Linked DNA regions of Mus musculus: all the other regions are linked to region 2. Evidence: chromatin contacts called from public HiChIP or PLAC-seq data. All regions are on one chromosome and are shown on one strand. Each heading gives the region's core, a stretch centred on a gene start, on an enhancer-like site or on the middle of the called end of the contact. The rest is flanking DNA. Distances are from core to core; before and after follow the strand shown. Region 1 overlaps Arl3 (ADP-ribosylation factor-like 3). Region 2 holds the start of Fbxl15 (F-box and leucine-rich repeat protein 15). Region 3 holds the start of Sfxn2 (sideroflexin 2).

Region 1 (3,871 bases), core at 1,112-3,611, 200 kb before region 2:
GGGGAGGGACAGCAGCCTGAGAAAGATCCCCATCCCAGCAGTAGATTTTAACTGATCTCAGAGGCTCGGTATCGTTTTTCAAATAAAGGAATTATATTATTTCCTCTGCATAGTTGAAATAGTATTAAATGTCTCAGAGCACATGATTAGAAAGGAGCAAGCGCTTGTCCTGCCGCCGGATGATCCCAGGCGGCTGTGCTGCCTCTGTTACTGACCTGTCTGTCCCCTCACTCTCTTGCAAGTTGGAAACTGCATGGTTGGTGGTGCCGGGCAGAGACTTTTTTTTTCCCCTATCTGCAACTGAGCCAGGGCTTTGGTCTGTCCTGCAGGAGGCAGCCACTGTGGGAGGTAAAGAATAGCTGGTGATCACCAAACCCTCTGGGCAGGTAGGTAAGGGGCTGTGTGTAATCCTCACTTTTGGACAGAAAAAGAAGAACATTCTTGGCAAACAAGTCACTACAGAGCCACAGAGCCATGGCCTCTGCAGCCCCGGCCCCTCCACCTTCTCCCATCCCCTCAGCCCTGTCAGCCACACGGGGAAGCAGACTCGTAGGACTTTTGACTGTAATGACATCTGGAATGTAAGGGGAGCTGGGAGGTTTAATTCCAGAAAAATTACAAGGTCCTTAAAAAGCCCTCACGTCGAGGGCTCAGGCTAGCATAAACAGGCTTTCTCCAGCTCAGTGGAGCAGGGAGCAGCCGGCTCCGAGATTAGCTGATTTCTCTGCAGAGGGGATTTCTAAAGCTCAAAGAATTCTGTGTTTAAATGATCACAATAGGCCGATGCTATCAGATTTTAAAAATAAATGCAGCTGTGCCATGAACCTGCTCCACTGAGAAAAGCCAGGCAGATCGATTCTGAGAAGAGATCAATTCTTACAGAGCTGGCAACTAGACGGTGTGGGAAGGATCTGCTGCAGGCTGAGAGCATGGGCTGGGCCCCTCCCCCCCCCCCAAAGCCACTCGTCCCATGCTGCGCTCTTCTACCCCTTTCCAGCAACCCTGTTGTGGTCTGATCAGAAGGGATGGTACCCCCCTCCCATTCGTTCCCCCACTGCCAAAGGAGTTTGCCTGAGCCCTCAGAAATCCCAGCCTCAAACCCTGAAAGCAGACCAGGGCATAGCCTGCTCCTGAATTCAACTGTTCTGGGCAAGAGCTCAGGGCTTTTCAGAGGATAAATAAGAGGCTATCCAATGCCTGGTAGGGCCAGGGAGGCCAGCTGCCTTCTCATCCTGGGAGGTGGCCCTTTCCAAGCCCACCACGGTGTGGTGGCAAAGACAGGAAGTGCCACAGAAGTCCCTGCTCCATGGTACCCAGCTTATTCTGGACTCTGGAGAGGGAGAAACTTGGACAGTTTGAAAGGTGGCCAGGAGGAAAGCTATCAACAAAGGCTGGGGAGAGGTGTGGGGTAGCAGTGCACAGGCACGGGCCTGTAAAGACTTGCAAGACAAAAGAAGGTGAGGTTTTTAAACCTCAGCTAGTTAGCCCGCCGCCTCTCCCATCGACTTCTCTAACTCACCCGAATCCCTCTAGCTTTGAAGGGTGGCAAACAGCTATAAAGCATCGGAAATGCCCCATCTCAGGCCACCAGATGTAGCTTTGGCCCTTGAGACTTGCTTTTCCTTACAAATATGCTTCAGGATGTTGTCTGGGGGGCTGGAAGCCTGCTTTGAAGTCCAGTTTTGGAATGCTGCACCAGGGGACTCTCTCTGACTTTGGAAGAGCTTGAGTTGTAATGCATTTTTGGTCTCTTACCACCAACTAAAGGAACTGTTCTAAACAGCCCCGACCCCCACCCATACCCCCACCCCCCGGCTCCAGCTCATAGGCAGAGCGACTTGCCCTGCTCTGATCGCTGTCTCTGTAAATGTCCGCATTTGCTTCCCAGCTAGAGACACCAGAGACAACTGTGGTTGTCACAGGCTTTTATCTTCCCTGTGAGCCCTGTTGAACCCTCCGGGGGCTCCGGGGATAAATGAATGGAGCCTGAAAACTGCAGTTTGAAAGCTCCCATTTGTAAAACCAGAATGCTTGTAAAGTCCCGTTTCCTTCTGCCGTGCCACCCCTGCCCCCTGTGGCCATGGCCAGAGAACAGAGTCTGAAGCTAGAAAGGGCATGCTCCGCCCCTGTGCCTCCCCCCCCATCCCAGTGAGCCCTGGTAAGACTTTTGCTCTGCGCACCATTGCTTCTGAATGTTCAGGGGGCGAGGGCCGAGGCCAGAGGGCAGGCAAAGTCCACAGTGTATACTCCAAGCAGTTGTGGGAAAAACCGAGCCCTGCTCTCACCCTCCCTGTGTGGCTCCTTTTGGCTGGATTCCCTTCGCCCAGTGCAATACACCCTTTCCCCTTCGCTCTCCCTTGGTTACTATGGAAACAAGGGTGTCATTGATGTGGGGCTGAGCTGGGGAACATGTCGGTGCACAGCTGAAAGTCAGCGATTATGCCGGTGGTTCGCTCTGCCCGGTAGAAAAGTCCACAGCCTGAGATGCTGCAGAAGGACAGTCTTACCGAAGCCCTCCCCCACACTTCCCTCCCTCCCTCTGTCCCCTGTCTCTGACGATTTCTTTATTCCCCTCCGGACTAAAGTGGTGGCTATTTTTATGCCAGTCCGTGCCCCACCCTCACTGTTGGCCGCTCCTTATCCGGCCTGGGCCTGGAGAGAGTGACACCATGTCACCCTCACCAGGCCCAGTGTCTCCATTCCCTTCCACAGTGCGCTTTGATTCCCCCCTCCCTCTCCTTTTCGGGATGCTTCTTCCTTTATTTTTAGCTCTGCTCTCCATGTGGTTTCGGGGTTCGGTGTGATCCATCGGAAGGTTCTTTTTTTTTTTTTTTTTTAGTCCCTTTTGAAAATGATAATCAAAGGAAGGGACGCGGTGTTTGGTCACGTGGAAAGCTCAATGTATAATTTAGACGTCTGTCAAAAAAACGCAACAAATAAAATGTAGCTGCAACGAAGGCGGTCTTGGAGTGGATTGTGATCTCTGCTGGAACTCCAAGAGGGCCTAAGCAGCTTTGCCCTTTTGGAGGTTAGGTTTCCTCAAGGGAGGGCTGTTTTCAGAAAAAAAACACCACCACCAGGTGATATGAAAACCACCACCACCGCCATTGCTGCAGCAGCAGCAGCCACCCGCCTCACCTTACCCCTAGCCCCATGCACCTCCTGCGTAACTAGGCAGCACTAAGCCCACTTTGCAGTGGAAGAAACAGAGAGGCCTTTGCCTCAGCTAAGGAATTTGCCAGCATCACAGCTCCTGTAAGGATTGGTGGAGCCAGAAACCTAGGTCCCCTGCTGTCTCTAAAGGAAAAAAAAAAAAAAAAAAAAAAAACAAAAAACAAAGAAACAGTACCACAGCCCACTTCAGTCCCAGCCCTCACCTCCTGCCTGTTCAGCAGCTGCCTCCCACAGCCCTCTGCACCAGTTGTCCCCTAGGCTAGCACTGCCTGCTCTTCCCGGACTCCCAGTCCCCAGGGCCTCAGGTCCTCTCATCACAAAAGCACAGTTGCACATCTCTTTCCTTCCTTTGCATAGGTTCAGCCCCATGGATGGCAAAAAGGAGGGAGCCGTCAAGAACATTAGGGCTGCCAGGGACACTTGCAGTCACCTACTGCCTACTACTGAGTCCTCTTGCTGGAAGCTGCCCAGAGAAAATGCTAGCCTTTGGAAGGGCAGCCTGGGCTACTTGAAACCCCATCTCAAAAACTCAGAAGTCTAATGGGGACACTCATGAAAGGTGACAGGCTTAGAGGGCTATGGTCTTGCTCACCCCTTCATCTACTCCTAGGGTCCCTCCTTACCCACAACAGAGGGTGAGCAACCGGCAGGAGAGGGAAGCCAGAGGCGAGGCGAGAGGAGAGAAAAGGCACAAGGT
Region 2 (3,948 bases), core at 895-3,394:
ACAGTCCAGCTGTGCTCCCACCCCAAGGAAAGTTAGTCAGACCTGTAGGTTGACAAAGGGTGCGAAGCCTGCCATGTCCTGGAGTAGCACCAGAGCCTGGTGCAGGGGTGGTTCCACGTCGATGTCCACACCACGCTTCCGCAAGCGGCTCAGGCTCGGTTCAGCCACATGGTGGCAGTGCCGCACCCGCAGAGAGCGCAGCGCCGGGCAGTACTCGGCCAGTGTCCTGAGGGAGGAGTATGGTGATGCTAGGTGCTGAATCTCACGGTCTGGAGGGCCAGCCCTCTAAACCCGCAGCTGGCTCCAGCAAGTTCTAGCTTTCCCTCCAGCTCAGGGTCTGCTCTTTTTTACTGTACCTAAAGGAAGGGGCCAGGAAGGAATTACAGACTCCAGGCTCATTTGGGGTTTCTGGTTCTTAGAGAGTACCAATCCATAGTTCCTTCCAGTGTTTCTAGATTACCCACCTTGTTGCAGAAATGCCAGAAATCAACTTTATGTGACATTTCTCAGTGTGTCAATCTTGGCTCCCAAGTCTGTTTATTTTTTGTTTTTGTTTTTTTTTTGGGGGGGTTGTTTTGGTTTTGGTTTTTGGTTTTGTTTTGTTTTTAATTGTACACTTTCTAGCCTAAAAAATGCCAGAGGTCTTTCTAATGGGTCTTTGACAAGTACAACCCACCTCCCTATCCCCAAAGTGACTGCCCACTTCCTACAGTACCGCCCCCATGCCCAGGCACCTGACACCGTCGCTTCCGACCCGAAGGCAGCCGGTGAGGTCTAGGTGCTCGAGCTGCGGGCAGTTTCGAGCCAACTCTTGAACCGCAGTGTCCCCAACATTGGCGTTGACTGCTAATGAGAGGCTGCGGAGGCCCGCGCCGCGTCTCTGCGCCAGGTACACGATGGCCTCGTCCTTGAGTTGACGACAGGCGGTGAGGTCTAGCTCCTCCAGAGCCGGGCAGCGGTCAGCGAGGCCACGCAGTGCCAGCCCGTCCACCCAGTCACAGTGAGCGAGGGAAAGGCGCTGCAGACGCGGGCAGCCCTCAGCCAGCGCCCCCAGGGCTCGGCGACTCAGTTGGCCGCAGCCGGCCAGCGCTACGCTCCGGAGCTGTGGATTCCGTGCCAGCACCGGCACCAGGTCCTCGTCCGACAGCCATTCGTGACACGGAGCCAGCGCCAGCTCCTGCAGCCCCTCAGCATCCCGCAGTAGCCGGGCTAGTGCCGCCCGTGGAATCTGTGGACCCACCTACGGGCGGGAGACACGGAGACTCAAGTCTGTCCCCGGGGCGGGCCACTGCCTGGCAGCCGCCTAACTTCGGGACTTTGCCCCCTGCCCTCCCAGAAGGGACACCGAGCTCCCTCCGAGCCGCTGCCCTCTGGAATTCTCCACGTCTCACCCGGGGTCGGGAAGGGTTTACCGCGCAGCAGGGGCTGGCCTGGAGGCGGGGCGACGGTGGTACCCACGCGGGGGCGTGGCGTGGGCGTGGCTCCGGGCCCCGGCTCACCTGAGCGGCGTCGAAGCGGCGCAGCCTCGCCAAGTGCAGCTGAACGAGCGCCCGGAAGGCGCGACTGACGCGCTGCAGCCGGAGCAGCTGGCGCAGCGGGACCCAGTTCAGGACGTGCGGGAGCAGCACGTCTTCCCAGGGCAGGTCCAGGAGCCTGAGGGGGAAAACGGCGTTGACGTCCCCGGGCCGCTGTTACGTGCGAGTCCTTCTGTTATACCCGAGAGTCCCGGCTGGCAAGAGGGATCCGCGTCCGGCCCAGACTCGGCTGCCCTCCCTCCCTAGGCCCCTCCAGTGCTCGGTACCTGACAGCTCCTGGTTCTTGCTCCCCTCCGGACTGCTCCATTGGTGGCTCCATCGCTGTCTACTGCGCGTGCGCAGTAAGCTCCACTCGCTTTGGCCTTGAAGCGGCTGCGGCGAGCCCGCCTCCTTGGTCGGAAGAGACAGACCGATTTAATCGAGTGCGGTCTCACTGAGAATCCTTGTCAGGAAGCTTTTCGGATGGATCCCGAAACTGAGGCAGAACGGACCAGTGATGTACCATTAGATGTCTTCTCAGCTACAGGGCTTGAAGCCCGAGGCTGGAGTAGCGGCGAGCGAACACTGCTTTCGGTCTCCGTTGCGGGCCAGTAGCCGCCTCTGAGTGGTGATGGGAGGAGCAGACAAGGCCAAAGGCAGAAGGGGCGGAGCCAGGACTCCTAGGTTACCCAGTGCCTCCTTCTGTCCTCTGGTCGCCTTTAAGCGACTTTGGAAAAAGAAAAGGGGGAGAGGCTGCCCAGACTATAACTAGCTGGTATGTACTAGGTGCTCAATAAGCAACTGCCAAAAGACTAGATTAAATGGGCGACGCTAGGGCTTTTACTCTCAAGCACACTTGTTTAAACCTGCCATTTCTTGTGAAATGCACAATCATGACATCCATCTCTTTCCACTTCAGGGCAGCGTAGTCCGGCTCTTTGCCTAAGGACAAAGGACTATATAGGACCAGCCAGGTCTGCTTTCCAGCGGTCCAGAGTCCGAGAGGAATTGCCTGCTCAGTGCAGGCCACTAGCCGTACTGCTTTGACTGGTCCTGGATTAATTGTAGGGACATTGTCTTCCCAAAGCTCAACCACTAGGCTCCCCTTTCACTGCACCCCCAGATACTAAGCCCAAGTCCCTCTCTGGAGAACCCCTGGCGTAATATTTTCCTCCAACATCTGAGGTGGGTGTGGGGCATGCGAAAGACTGTAAGACCGCTGCATCCTATCTACATGATTGCGTGCCCTTATGCAAACATTTCAGCCGCTTCGTAACGAAAACTGCTTCCCATCCTTATCAGGGGTTTGGGTACATCAGCAAAGGTAGGAAGGACCGTCCATTTTAAAGACAGGCAAATCGAGGCTCTAGGGAGAAAGCTCCCTAACCAGGATCAAACGAAGCAAGGATAAAGAACCCAGAAATCCTGGTTTTCCCAGAATTCCTTCTACACTACCTCATTACTGAATTGTAGCATAAAGAGAAAAGCCAACTAGCACCGGAAAGACACAAGAGGGTGAAGGTGGATGAGGGGATTGCTTCCTCGTCTCAGTCTACTTGGGGAAGGGGTAGCCTGGAAGGATCTCTGCAAGATTGATGTGGGCGCGCACCACCTCCGGGCGCGCGCCTCCACACCCCCCCCTTTGTTCGCGCCTCTGCGCTTGCGCATTACGACAAATCTGGCGCTGTCCCCTTCAGCACCTCGCGGAACTCGCGCCACCCCTCCCCGCGGTGAGCCCCGCGCACCCCCGCTTCGAACGTCCTCGCACCCTCTGGCCACCCGAATCGACCCTCTCTTTCTTCCCAGGTCATAACTTGCCGGTCTTGGCCTTCCAAAGGAGAATAGTTACCATAGTAACTCGTGTGGCGTTTTCCTAAAAGAGCCAGACCCTTTTCCACCCTGGCCAAGGGCACAAGGTTTGCCTGTGCTTCTTGTCCCAGTCTCGGGGTCATCCCTTCTAAACTCTCGTCCCTGAAAAGGCGGGACGATTAACCTAGGCAGTAAGGAAGTTCCTCCTGGAGTCTGATTTATCCTTCCTCTGCACTCCGGGTTGGGGTTCAGGACAGGACTCCTGGGTCTGAGGTTCAGAACCCCAAAGTGTTTATGACTGCATTCGCTTAATGTCCCTTCCATAGTTGGGTCTTCTGGTTTTAGGGGGCGGGTCCGATCTACTCCGTACCGTGTGCTTTGCGTGGCCGCGTGCTTGTGGGGGCGGGAGCGCGTGTGGCATGTAACAGGTCATGTGGCAGCCTCCTAGGGACACGCGTGGGGTCTGGAGCAGGACAGGCGTATGCATCTGGACCCTACGTGTGGTTCAGATGATGGACGAGAGAGAACTGAACACGAGTGGGGTGGGGCATATGAGGGTTTAGGGAACAGAATGGGGTCTTCCACATTCTCCCTTTCCTCTGGTGTGAGTCTTAGGTAGTGACTA
Region 3 (4,035 bases), core at 1,072-3,571, 250 kb before region 2:
CTATACACAAGGTACTGGATCACCACACACACACACTTTTTTTTTAACTCGAGATCAATTATGAGAGACAGAGCACAAGAGAGAGAGAAGAGAACAAATGAAGCAGACTAAGAGTGATCTTCCCTAGAGAAAGCTCATCTCCTCCAGCAAGTGGGACCAAAGCTCAGAACAGACCCATAGTCACAGTTCTGAGGTAAGAGTACTTGCCCCCATAGAATATTTGCCCTGTGGGCACTTGGCCAGGGGAGGTCCAGGCAGCTCAAAACTCTGCAAGAGCAGACCAAAGACCACTGAAATAGCAGACTACCGTCAGGTTGCCTAGAACAAGCAGGAGAATGACGGTAATAATTAAACCAGCAGGCCCAGGCTCCTGCTTACAGACACACTCATCGGGACTCCAAGGTAACAGTGAAAACAGATACCGTGCTACCTGAGGGAACCCTGAATGTGCCTTTTCCCACAAAAGGGCCCCAGTGTGAAGAGCAGTAGATTAGTAGATAAACGGAAGGGGAGGGGTCTCTAATCTAACAACTCACCTAGTGCCTCTTTTATTCTTCCTTTTCCTTTTTTTGAGACAGGGTTTCTCCATGTAGCCCTGGCTGTCCTAGTAGACCAGGCTGGCCTCGAACTCAGAGATCCAGCTGCCTCTGCCTCCCAAGGGCTGGGATCAAAGGCGTGCGCCACCACCTTCTGTCTGATCACCTTGAACTTCTTTAGTCAAGATTCAGAATTGACTTTTCCCTCCAAGGATCCGATACAAGTAGGCAGGTAGCAGATGTTTCTGACTGTGGGGCTGGAGCCATGGCTCAGCACTTTAAAGAGCAATCGCTGCTCTGCAAGAATCCCTGGGTTCAGTTTTCAGCACCCACCTGGTGACTGACAGCCACCCATAACTCCAGCTCCCGGGTACCAAAGACACATGTGATGATGCACTTACATACATGCAGACAAAACATTCATATACGTAAAGCAAATAGTTTTAAAGGTTTTATAGAAAGTTCTTTACTTGGTTGTAAAAAAGACCTGAAAGCTTCGCACTATGTACCCAGTGCCCAGAAGTACCCAGGAAGGAGGCAGTCCTGTGCAAATTTAGGGCCAGTATGGTCTACATAGTTTTGTTCCAGGCCAGCCAGAGTTCCATAGTAAGACTCTCAAAACAACAACGACAACAAACCTGAAAACCCATACTGGAAAAATCTGCCTTTGTTTAAGTAATGGCAACTAGGTTGGTGAAAGAGGTAACGCCTGAACCCCAGATTAAACTATTGATAATAATAATAATATGTCACCCTTTCTTTGCGACAGGAATTGCTCTCTATGTACGTGACATACATGGACCTGTAAGATAGATAACAGGTAAACACACATCAACAGACTTCCAGAGATACCACTTCTACCTAAACTATGAGCTGTTGGAAGAGTTCTCTGCTTATTAACAGGTATAAACAGCTCTGAGGTGTGGGGTGTAGTGTATGTAGGTCGGTGGCAGAGTGCTTGCCTACCCTGTACAAACCCCTGCATTCTGAGTTCAGTCCCCGGGGGCAAACAGCACTCCTACCTGGGCCACAGTGTTTACAAGCAACACTATAAAATAGTTTACAAGTAAAAAAAAAAAATAGTTTACAAGTTAGTTCAAGTCCGGACTCTTATCATCTACAATAACCGATTTCTAGGGTTGTAAGGAAATTAAACCTCATATAAAAAAAAACATTCCACTAGGAAGAATGCAATTTCCACGAAGGCAGGTTGTCGGGAACCAACATGCCACAAAGGTCCTGTGGTCGGCCCTGGGCGTGAGAGGAGCGGGAGGTAGCGCTTGCAGTCTAACCCGGTTTAGCAAAATCCAGCAGATCCCAAACAATCTAACACTCCCGCTGCCAGCTAACCTCAATGCTAGGGACCGGTCCCCAACCTCCCTATCTCTCGCCCTCTCTCAGGCGACCTCCCCCAACACAGTACAAATCACCTATCCTGGATTCTAACAAGAATGTGGAGATAGAGACGTAGCCGCAACTCCTGAGCCCTAAAGCCTGGCACCCGAAGACAACCGGGGTCAGAAGGGAAGAATCCATTGGAGCCCTGGTGGGTCCCTCCGGCCACGCGGCTTCTGCAGATGCAAGTCCAGCACGCAGCGCCTGGCAGCCGCAACAGAGCAGAACCACGCTCCCTTCGGAGGCGCGGGGATTAGGAGTAGCTGTGCATTTGGCTGCACTTGCGAACTCTTACCTGGTCCCAGAGGGATGCACCCCGCGACTGCCACCAGGCGAAGCTGACCAGGAAAGCAGAACTGAAGTGTCGCGGCTAGGCCCGGGAACCACCCCCTCGCCCTACGCCCCCACTTCCGACCAATCAGAGGCCACAGGCTCCGGCCAGCCACGTGGGCGGCTTTGCACCTCCCGCTGGGTCGCTCACCAGCCCGCCCCGCCCTCCCGCCCCTCCCGAGACCGCCTGCGCAATGGGCGGGCGCTTTGGCGCGCTTGCGCACTTTGGGTAGAGAGGAGCAGAACCCCGCCCCATCCCGCTGCTCCGTTCCTCCGCTGTGCGTGCGAGGGACGTCAGGGGCGGCGCCGCAGCAGTTACCCCTGGTAACGGGGGAGGCAGGAGGAGGAGGCGGAGGAGGAGGAGGAGGGACTCGGCTTGAGGATGGTGAGTGTGGGGGCCCTGGCCCCTCCAGAGCTGACCAGTCACCCCCCCTCCTTTCACCAGTCCCAGGGCGGGGCGCTGCGCGTAAAGCCGAGGAGGACGTGGGATGGGGCTCGCCTTGATCTTTGGGGTTCTAGATCGGTTTCAGGGGCGAAGGAGGAGCCCCTAAAGTGGGCCTGGAGGGAGGCCTAGGCCTGGAGAGAAAAGAGGGGTTTGCGATAGATTCGAGGCATGGAGTGCTTGGCTAGCGGGGAAGCCTGGGCACCATCATCTTTCTAGGGACTGGGATGAAGGCGACTCTAGAGCTGCGGAGATCAGACCAAGCTCTCAGATCTTACTGCAGAGTCGACCTCTCGGCGCCTCGGGACTGTGGGGTTCATCTGAGAACCAGCCAAAAGTGGGAGAGGCGCGGCTCTACTGTCTTTGAGATCACCCTGGCAGCACCAGGGAGCTGTAACCTGGCTTTCCTAGATGCTCGCGTCTCTGAGTGAGAGGTGTGTAGGGAGTAAGTCCCAGGACAATAAGAGGTACCGCTGGGAATGGATGTCTCTGTGGTGGGTGCGCTCCTGCAGTCCCAACTTAATCGCTGAAAGTTCTGCGAAGAAATAATGGTTGTTGATGAGCGATTTTTTGCTCCGTATTTATTCCATGTAGATAGAAGCAAATTAACCTCCCGTGTCCTAGCTTTTCCTTCAAATTTGCAGTGTCCTTTTGCCTGAGGCCACAGGAGGACCAAAGGTCTTCACCTCAAACTAAAAAGAATGAACAATAGAAAGTGAGCATCAATTTGAAGCAAGCCTTGTCTCCGTTAACCTTAATTAAGGCTTTTCCAAAGTGTATGATGTGTGACAGATTTTTGACCAGAAACACTCGGTTCCTTGTTGATTTTTTAAAATCGTTATTTTATTTAATGTATATGTATGGGTGTTTAGCCTGAATGTATGTTTGTGCTCCACGTGTGTGCCTGGTGCCTGCAGAGGCCAGAAGAGAGCTTTGGTTGCCTGGAACTGGAGTTACGGATGTCTGGGAACCATCGCGTGGATGCTGGCAAATGAACACTGAGCGTTGCTGAACATCTCTCTGCCCTTGTTGATTCTGTACGCGGTAGATGGAGAGTAAAAATGAAGTTATGGGGAAATGAATATTTTTAGAGCTAGTCAAAGAAAACTTGATATTAAGGCATTTAGAACAGGTTGGTTGGCTTACTAACTGCTCCGAACAGGTTCCTGTTGCCCCCCCCACACACACACACACAATATTTTTGTGAAAATATTGAGGCATTTCTGTTGACTTAAGAAGCAAAGCCTAGGGCTGGTGAGATGGCTCAGTGGGTAAGAGCACCCGACTGCTCTTCTGAAGGTCTGAAGTTCAAATCCCAGCAACCACATGGTG

Evidence for each region. HiChIP or PLAC-seq counts read pairs in DNA pulled down with a chosen protein or histone mark.
Region 1: a contact with region 2 is called in a FOXA1 HiChIP or PLAC-seq map of pancreatic cancer cells. The contact joins the enhancer-like site here to the promoter of Fbxl15 in region 2. A contact is called at or near these places in 1 of 39 promoter capture datasets (macrophages), 1 of 15 datasets of contacts at CTCF or cohesin (CD8 T cells), 4 of 484 Hi-C or Micro-C datasets (the G1E-ER4 cell line, embryonic stem cells and nephron progenitors), 4 of 115 datasets of contacts at active chromatin or transcription factors (embryonic stem cells, memory CD8 T cells, microglia and 1 more) and 3 of 9 other capture datasets (adipose tissue, liver and pancreatic islet).
Region 3: a contact with region 2 is called in a FOXA1 HiChIP or PLAC-seq map of pancreatic cancer cells. The contact joins the promoter of Sfxn2 here to the promoter of Fbxl15 in region 2. A contact is called at or near these places in 5 of 39 promoter capture datasets (cranial neural crest, embryonic stem cells, liver and 2 more), 4 of 484 Hi-C or Micro-C datasets (embryonic stem cells, nephron progenitors, neutrophils and 1 more), 6 of 115 datasets of contacts at active chromatin or transcription factors (bone marrow-derived macrophages, effector CD8 T cells, embryonic stem cells and 2 more) and 3 of 9 other capture datasets (adipose tissue, liver and pancreatic islet).

What each region holds. Positions count from the first base shown.
Region 1 is chr19:46,527,346-46,531,216 of GRCm38.p6, reverse strand. It overlaps Arl3 (ADP-ribosylation factor-like 3), which reads left to right. Exons shown (of 6, transcript NM_019718.3): 6 at 1-108. Among named protein-coding and RNA genes, the nearest start is that of Trim8, 28 kb to the right of the region's middle. Within about 2 kb of position 2,361, at least 198 of the 459 cell types and tissues checked have an H3K27ac peak or open chromatin away from gene starts, as enhancers often do. A contact at or near this core is called in CD8 T cells, embryonic stem cells, liver and 5 more, where this site is marked.
Region 2 is chr19:46,326,380-46,330,327 of GRCm38.p6, reverse strand. Fbxl15 (F-box and leucine-rich repeat protein 15) reads right to left here and starts at 2,144. Exons shown (of 4, transcript NM_133694.2): 1 at 1,802-2,144; 2 at 1,500-1,653; 3 at 735-1,240; 4 at 1-226. The coding sequence starts at 1,854. The coding sequence ends at 37. Psd (pleckstrin and Sec7 domain containing) reads left to right here and starts at 3,172. Exons shown (of 18, transcript NM_028627.2): 1 at 3,172-3,244. It overlaps Cuedc2 (CUE domain containing 2), which reads left to right. Exons shown (of 9, transcript NM_001164291.1): 9 at 1-516.
Region 3 is chr19:46,571,651-46,575,685 of GRCm38.p6, reverse strand. It overlaps Sfxn2 (sideroflexin 2), which reads right to left and starts at 2,321. Exons shown (of 12, transcript NM_053196.3): 1 at 2,227-2,321. Arl3 (ADP-ribosylation factor-like 3) reads left to right here and starts at 2,504. Exons shown (of 6, transcript NM_019718.3): 1 at 2,504-2,646. The coding sequence starts at 2,644.